Regions from separate parts of the Danio rerio genome. Here region 2 is linked to region 1. A link is a contact called in public HiChIP or PLAC-seq data. All regions are on one chromosome and are shown on one strand. Each heading gives the region's core, a stretch centred on a gene start, on an enhancer-like site or on the middle of the called end of the contact. The rest is flanking DNA. Distances are from core to core; before and after follow the strand shown.

The links. HiChIP or PLAC-seq counts read pairs in DNA pulled down with a chosen protein or histone mark.
Region 2: an H3K4me3 HiChIP or PLAC-seq map of embryo shows a contact between it and region 1, with 3 times the contacts expected there. The contact joins the promoter of ankra2 here to the promoter of hexb in region 1. A contact is called at or near these places in 4 of 18 Hi-C or Micro-C datasets (caudal fin, fibroblasts, hematopoietic stem cells and 1 more) and 2 of 4 datasets of contacts at active chromatin or transcription factors (caudal fin and embryo).

Annotation. Positions count from the first base shown.
Region 1 is chr5:35,237,531-35,242,000 of GRCz12tu, reverse strand. hexb (hexosaminidase B (beta polypeptide)) reads left to right here and starts at 2,357. Exons shown (of 14, transcript NM_001114845.2): 1 at 2,357-2,690; 2 at 2,856-3,004; 3 at 3,283-3,348. The coding sequence starts at 2,449.
Region 2 is chr5:35,604,122-35,608,591 of GRCz12tu, reverse strand. It overlaps ankra2 (ankyrin repeat, family A (RFXANK-like), 2), which reads right to left and starts at 2,352. Exons shown (of 9, transcript NM_213129.3): 1 at 2,263-2,352; 2 at 1,234-1,607; 3 at 987-1,145; 4 at 828-893; 5 at 258-355; 6 at 1-42. The coding sequence starts at 1,486.

The sequences.
Region 1 (4,470 bases), core at 1,108-3,607:
CCCTATTTCTGTTTAACGGAGAGATGATTTTTTTTCAACACATTTCTAAACATAATAACTCATTTCTAATAACTGATTTATTTTATCTTTGCCATGATGACAGTAAATAAATTTTTGACTAGATGTTTTTCAAGACACTTCTATACAGCTTAAAGTGACATTTAATGGCTTAACTAGATTAATTAGGTTAACTATTCAGGTTAGGTTAATTAGGCAAGTTATTGTATTACGATGGTTTGTTCTGTAGACTATCGAAAAAAAAATTGCTTAAAGGGGAAAATCATTTTGTCCTTAAAATGGTGTTTAAAAATTTAAAACTGCTTTTATTCTAGGTGAAATAAAACGACTGTCTCCAGAAGAAAAAATATTATCAGACATACTGTGAAAATTTCCTTGCTCCCAGCATTGGAAAAATATTTTAAAGAGAAAAACAAAATTCAAAGTTGGGCTATTATTTCTGATTTCAACTGTATGTGGCAGATTTATAACTTGCCATATAAAATGAATCAGATTAAGTATTTTAATTATTGATCCTCAATGCCACTAAATTTGGACGCCTTCAGTGAATGATGACATATGAGAGTTAGGTGTTTGTGTTTTTCTGAAGATAAAAACTGAAGTGTTGATAGAAATAAAAGTATTCAGAGCGTTATACTGTCAAAGACAGGCAACACGATGGCTCAGTGGTTAGCACTGTCGCCTCACAGCAGGAAGGTTGCTGATTTGAAAACCAACTGGGTCAATTGGCATTTCTTTGTGGAGTTTGCATATTGATCTGGGTGCTCCGGTTTCCACTAAAGTCCAAAGACATGGCGTACAGGTGAATTAAATAAACAAATTTGGCCGTAGTGTATGTGTGTGAATGAGTGTGTATGGATGTGTCCTAGTACTGGGTTGCAGCTGCTTGGCCTCTGCTGTGTAAAACATATGCTGGATAAGTTGGCAGTTCATTCTGCTGTGGCGACACCAGATAAATAAAGGGACTAATCTGAAGAAAAACTAAAGACTGAAACTGTCCAAAACTAAGAGAGTGTAGTGTACACATAAAGCCAGAGTAAGTTTGCAGTAATACAGTAACCAGGAGTGGAAGATAATTAAAGCAACTAGTTTTACAAAAGAGCATTTCAATTTGTCCCTCTTTTTGATTTAAATACCATGATATCAGACATTTAGCAATTATTGTGCTATGGAAATACACATTTTGCTGAGAGCGTTACCATTTTAATGACTTATTTTGAAACATGTTTGAAGTCTGTCACCTCTGTTTTAATTGACTCATCTTGCAAACTGTAAAAAGGATTTAGCTGTTTTAGCTGTGGCAATTGTAGAACGATTGTATTTTCCCCTCAGCCATTTTTCTTGTTTCACTATCCAGTTTTGCAAGTTACCCACATGATAAAATACTATAGTGATTTGTCGTAAAAATTATAGTAGTGTACAAACTTTAGTAGTTTAGTATAGTAGTGTCACTTTCAATATCCCTGCTTAATCAAAGGTCACAACAGTGGAATAAAACCACCAATTACTCATATGTTTTACACAGAGAAGGTGTAACCATTAGTGCTGGCAAACACTCACACTCTGCCATTCACACATTATGACCAATTTAATTTATTCAATTAACCAACACCACATATCTTTGGACTGTGGGAGAAACCGGAGCACCAAGAGGAAACCCAGGCAGACACGGTGAAAACATGCTAACTCTACACAGAAATGCCTCGTGGTCCAGCTTGGACTCAAACCAGCAACCTTCTTGCTGTGAGGCGACACTGCTAACCATAGGGTACATTTGTCACTATTAACAAACCATTAACAAACAGTTAGCTCAATAAAGCACTATATGTAGCTTTTTAAGTTAGTAAGGTAGTAGTTGTGTTTTTGGATGTAGAAAGTGATCTTACTTTAATAAACTGCCAATATCTTAATAATGATATAATAAGCCAGTAATTGCTACTTCAGCTAAGGTTTGCCATAAGTATTACTGTAATTATGCTGTAATATTGACTATAGTAAACTGTATTTCGCCGTTTAGCATACTTTAGTCTTCACTACAGTAAACTGCACAAAACTAAAATGGGTCATATATTTCTATATTATTACTATAGTTGTTGTATTACCAAAGCCATATAATATATAATTACCACATCAATTTACCATACATGGTTCAGAAACACAAGTATTACCGCATACAGATTTTTTTCATTTGTGTAGCCTACATTTAACTATTTTGCTCGAGAGATAAAACGCTGAGGTTTGGTAATCTGTGCAGGTCAAATGTTCTTTAGGAGGGGAAGGTGTGACGGTTTGGAAGGTCCCATGACTTGGGTTGAGTCGAGGTAAACACCGCCTTTGGCTTTGAGCTTCGCACAGCACATCCACACACACACGAACAGTCCTCCGCTCAGACTGGAAGCAGAGTCAGTCAGCTGACCGCTCAACACAACCATGCTCTGTCTGCTCAAGTTTACCCCTCTGTTTTTGGTGGTAGCCGTATGTCACGGCTGGCTTTTTGGAGATCTTTTTGAAAAACAGAAAGAGCTGGATGAAATCTCTCTATGGCCTCTACCGCAGAAATACCAGTCGTCCGCGGTCGCTTTTAAACTCAGCGCCGCCAGCTTTCAAATCGTCCACGCCAAACAGTCCACCGCCGGACCGAGCTGCAGTCTACTCGAGAATGCATTTCGCAGGTAATTGTTACTGTATAATATTTCTCGATCGCATTTACGCCGATATTGTGTTATGAATGGCGCTGCGGTTTTGCCTTAACAGGAAGTATTAGCACGTGATTCATGTGAGCTCCCTGTCAATATATACAGTAAGCAGAGTCATGAACTGACTGCTTTGCCTTGCAGATATTTTGAATACATGTTTGGAGAGCTGAAAAGGCAGGAGAAAAGCCGAAAGAAAGCGTTTGATTCAGATCTCTCGGAGCTGCAGGTATGGATCACATCAGCTGATCCGGAGTGCGACGGTTACCCGAGTCTTCGAACCGACGAGTCATGTGAGCTCTTTTCTCTTCCGCCTCCGTGATCCTCAATGATCTGTAATCCGAAAGAAGATGGCCAAATCCACTAACAGACTGTCGGAGGTCTAATCCGGTTAACGAATTACCGTAATATAGAAGCTCTTTTTAGATGTAGTAACACTTGACCCAAGTTTAATGTAAACACTTTTCTTGGGATGTTATCAGAGAAGCTGCATCAGGATATCAACTTTAAACAGTGTTGGTATAAACCAGTCAGTGTTTTAGTTGTGTAAAGATATGCTTTCTCTTTGTAGATTCGCTGTCGGTTGATGAAACCTCAGCTGTGCTCAAAGCTGCTAATGTATGGGGAGCTTTGCGAGGTAAGCAAAACTTCACAATGAAATGGAGCTGTACAGTAAATACCACAAACAAGCACTCGCTTGGACATGCACAACATTAAAAAGGATGTATTAAATTAATCATAAGTGATTTTATTGCAAAAAATAAAATTAATAAATGTATAATTCATTTAAGTTTCTGGCGGTAGGATAACATTTTTACCATGGTGTCGTAATTACTGCTCTAAAATAAGTTATTTCAAATGGGTAAAAAATAATAACTTTTCCCCCATTGAACACATTATATTTTATTTTTAAGAAATATTTCTAATATTTTGGTGCAGTAAACATGTCAGGCTACATAGTGAAAATAAATCATTGACTTCTGCACTCTTCATTAGTCTCAAAAATACAAATTTCTTAACAACACGAAAAATGCATAAAAAAACTTTACATGTCCAATATGGTATGATGATAGCTAAAACAATAATTCTTTGTCAATGAAAAAAAGCATCAAAACCCCATTTTTAAATACTGGCTTTCAGAATTTTCTAGCACTTTACATTTAGAGAGACGCAATCTATCTGATGACAATGCTGGATTCGAAGCCACCTGAAAACCTTTTTTAATTTCCTGTCAAATGTCAAGGATAACAGTTTAAAGGTATAACCCTGTCCTCGTCTGCAAGATCACCTTATTGCTTGTGCCCACTGGCCTAGAAATGTATGTGTAACATTGTTAACCCATGAATAATGCTGGAGGAACTGAAGTAGTAATGGTTTTCAAAATCTTTTTTTGTTTGTTTTGTTTGCATTTCTTTTCTGACTTAATAATTGTTGCTTTTTATTGCTCTGTGTTGCTTTAAGGTCAAAATTCAAATCCAATGTATTTAAAAAAAACATTGGGAATGGTATGGCAGAGCAAAGAAAATACATTATTTGAATACAATAATGTGTTAGCTTGACTTATTAAAAATACAGCTTTGCTGAGTATATCTTTGAAAATCTGAAAAAAGTACAAAAATACATTGTACAAACTCCTAACATACTGACAAGCCTTGAAATATTTTTCTTAATGACATTTAATAGTGTCTGCATGAAAGGAAATGCTTAACAGGGTGTAATATGTAACAGCTTATCACATTTAGCAACCACAAAGACTTCA
Region 2 (4,470 bases), core at 1,103-3,602, 370 kb before region 1:
TGCACTCTCTCTCCCCTTGGCCAAGAGATGTGGATCTGCGCCCTGAAAAAAACAAACATCTGTTAGTATCTGGATATTTTAGCCAGCTGGCTTTTTGATTTGCAAAAATGTACAAAGCATGGATTGAAGCAAAGATGACAGCACGCGTCAGCCAAATATTTCCCACTGACATGTAAATATGCAGGTATATTTAGACTATATAAACTCGTTAAGCAATTGTGAGAAACAGATGTGGTGAATGTGTATTTTGTGCTCACACTCTGTAACAGGAACTCCACCACAGCGATTTGTCCATGAGCTGCTGCCCACATGAGTGGAGTGAATCCCTCCTCATCCTGTAGGTTTATCACAGACTCTGAACAACAAAAGGAAAAGATGATCAAAACTCTTACTGTGGTATAGGTGAACTATTCCTTTAAGTGGAAGCTAGTTGACAATCAGGAAATTAATAAAATGTCACTGAAAAAGAGCCTAACAACAGCCACAGCCAAATCGTGCGAAACAACACAAGGTACTTCATGTTGTCCCAACACAAATTGGTTAAGTTAACTGAATTGTTTTTTAAATTTAAGGGAACATAAACACTTGAGTTGCCCCCAAATAACTTAAGAATTGAGTTGGTTCAACTGATATTAAATCAATAGTTTCAACAAGCAGCAAAAGTAATTTTTTGAGTGCACAGAATGGAAAAATTACATTCAAATAAAAGAAAAATCAAATATTTAATCCAATATGAAAAACATCATGACTTGGGAAAATTGGCTTTCAAAATTCCATGATATTCCATTATCCATGGAAACCCTGTTTTACAAAATAAATAAACTTGCCTTGTTCTATTCGACTTGCTAAAAACACCATCTCTCCTTGTGCTGCCAACTGATGTATCGACAGTGCTAGAACAGATTTGAAAGAGCAGTAATTTAAATTAAGTTATGCTTATGATTTATTTTAAAAAGGAGGTTGACAAATATGATGTGAAGACTTACAGTGAACAAGCAAGGGAGTGGATGAGACCTCATTCCCACGGTGTTTGTTAGTGAGAGTGGTGGACTGCTTGATGGGAGAGAAGTGTTTGGTGGTCGATGGCGTGTACACATGCCTAACCTGAATACCAGGTGACGGAGAGGTTTGAATATTACACTCCGCTGTAAAGAGAAAGAGGCAGAGACGAGGCATATGAATGACACTCATGACAGTAAAAGTTGGTCATTTGGCTCCATTTATTTGCTTTACCTTTAAATAAAACAGAAGCCACCTCCAGATCAGAGTTCACCTGGTCCTGGATATTTTTACTGTCTTCCTCGTTCAGCGACTTCACAAAGCGTGAGCACACGTTCATGTCAAAGCGATTGGGTAATATAAACTTTATGCCCATGGCGTTCTGTGAGCTGGCATCCTCTGTCGAGCCAATGCTGACTGATGGCTCCACTTTGATGCCCGTCACCTCTGGTAAGGGGCACAAACCCTCCATCTCCTCTGATGCCATTGACCACTCAGGATTTGCAGTATTTCAATGAAGCTAACAGTTCCAGAGCAGGTTCCGTAGATATAATAAACCCCTTATGGTAACTTGATGTTTGGCCCCATGTAGAAAGAAGCTTTTCTACCTGGGTATTTAGATAGTGGAAAACGGTGAATAATCAGATTAATTTCACACAAACTGTAGCTCACATTTACAACTGTAGTTTTGTTAGCTAATTTAAAAGCGTTCAACATTGGTGATTTCTCATGTTGGGTCTATAACCACAAAGCAGTCACTAACAGCAATAATAGACTAATGGTAACGTTATAACAAATATTGTTATGGTTTATAACTGATAAGATTATATAATTTAATTTTAAACTCTGCTCGTTTGGAAATAAAAGCTCTTTAATCCTGGACAATAACGTACATCACCTCCCATTCCCGTAACGAACGTACACAACTGAACACGTTTAATGTCAATGACCAAAACAACCCTGGTTAGCCAACCAGCTAACGACCGCTAACAGATATATTGCGCTGGAAATGGAACATATAGTGTACTGATATATCTCAGTTCCAGCCTTTTTTTTAGATCAGACAGAAATCAGATTGCGAGAGAGCACACCGGGCTAATTCATTTGTCAGCTTTACTTAGCTTGATTTCTTATGCAGAATTAAAGGGCTAAGGATACTATCTAATGACTTCAGCATAAACATCGACAACTGTACATGTTGTGAAACATTTTAATCAATTGAAAAGCGTCGTCTATATTAATAGTGAAATCATATATACCTACCGTTTATTAATATCGTTTGTTTTGAAATGACGGGTTGTCCTTGAAGTAAACTGTAAATAAAGCTTTTTCGAACGCTGAGAGGGCGGAGTCAAGCGGCTGCATGTGGCTGTGGAAGATGAAAATATTAAACTATAACAAAATACAAAGGGTGTAATTTGAAATTATATTGCGCTCATTATAGTTCATAATTTTTTAATTGCGCTCATAATTTTAATTGTTGGTAAAGTTATTATATATGTGTGCTTGCTCTCTCTCTCTCTCTCTCTCTCTCTCTCTCTCTCTCTCTCTCTCTCTCTCTCTCTCTCTCCCTCTCTCCGTGTGTGTGTGTGTGTGTGTGTGTATGTGTGTACTACACACACACGCACACACATATAGGCCTATAGTAGATTGTGTGTGAACTGGTGTAATTTGTTTTAGCAACTCAATAAACAGGCTGTAGTTAAATGGTTAGTGGACTGAAGTAAATTATTTATAAGTTTCTATCTTCATAAAACAAAGTAAAATAAATCCATGCAGAGGTCACTTTTTCAAAGAAAATGTATAAAATAAAATAAAAAGCCAACGACAGAAAATAAGTTTCTTGGGCACTGTTTATCCAAAAACACCATTTCAAAAAACTAAACTACCATTTCTAAACTATTTCTAAATGACTAAACAACAACAACAACAACAACAAAACATCATCATTAATAATAGTAATATTATTATATTATAATAACTAGTTTATTACTATGTGCACAGACTTTTAATTTTCATTAAGTTGGCTCAAGTGCTTCTGGTAAACTGTCTTGCCATTGCAAAATCGCTACATTTAACATCTGGTTTCTTTAAAAATCAGTGATCTACACTAAACCAGTCAGAAAGCACTGAAAAAATCCATTGTTCCATGCAATGTCTTTAAAATATGGACATTTATTTTACCACATTATTTTCTATATAGTTTCTATGCTCATCTGCTGCTTATTTTGTATAATTATTATTAATTTATAGTTTGTGACATACAATGCATCCAGAAAGTATTCACAGCGCTTCAATTTTCCACAAATTTTATGATGCAGCCTTATTCCAAAATGGATTGAATTCATTTATTTCCTCAATATTCTTCACATAATACGCCTTAATAACAAGGTGAAAAGATTTTGTTTAAATTGCTGCAAATTTATTAAAAATAAAAAACCTGAAAAATCACATGTACATAGGTATTCACAGCCTTTGCCGTGAAGCTCTAAATTGAGCTCAGCTACATTCTGTTTCCACTGATTATTCTTGAGATGTTTTAGCAGCTTAATTGGAGTTCACCTGTAGTAAATTCAGTTGATTGGACATGATTTGAAATGGCATACACCTGTCTATGTTAGGTCCCAGGGTTGACAGTGCATGTCAAAGCAGAAACCAAGCATGAAGACAAAGGAATTGTCTGTAGACCTCTGAGACAGGATCGTCTCGAGGCACAAGGCTGGGGAAGGTTACAGGAAAATTTCTGCTGCTCTGAATGTTCCAATGAGCACAGTGGAAGATGTTTGGAACCACCAGTACTCTTTGCTGGCCGGCCATCCAAGCTGACTGATCGGGGGTGAAGGGCCTTAGTCAGGGAGGAAATCAATAACCCGATGGTCATTCTGTCTGTCTGTAGGGTAGAGTGGCCAGACGGAAGCCACTCCCCACCTGGAATTTGCCAAATGGCATGTGAAGAACTCTCAGACCATAAGAAACCAAATTCTCTGGTCTGATGAGACTAAGATTGAACTCTTTGGAGTGTATGCCAGGCGTTACGTTTGGAGAAAACCAGGCACCGCTCATCACCAAGCTAATACCATCCCTACAGTGAAGCGTGGTGGTGGCAGCCTCATGCTGTGGGGATGTTTTTCTGCAGCAGGAACTGGAAGACTAGTCAGGATAGAGGGAAAGATGAATGCAGCAATGTACAGAGACATCCTGAATGAAAACCTGCTTAAGTGTACTCTTGACCTCAGACTGGGGCAACAGTTCGTCTTCCAGCAGGACAATGACCCAAAACACACCACCAAAATATCAATGGAGTGGCTTTACAACAACTTGGTGAATGTCCTTGAGTGGCCCACCCAGAGCCCAGACCTAAATCCTATCGAACATCTCTTTAGAGATGTGAAAATGGCTGTACACCGTCACTTCCTATCCAACCTGATAAAGCTTGAAAGATACTGCAAAGAGGAATGAGCAAAACTTCCC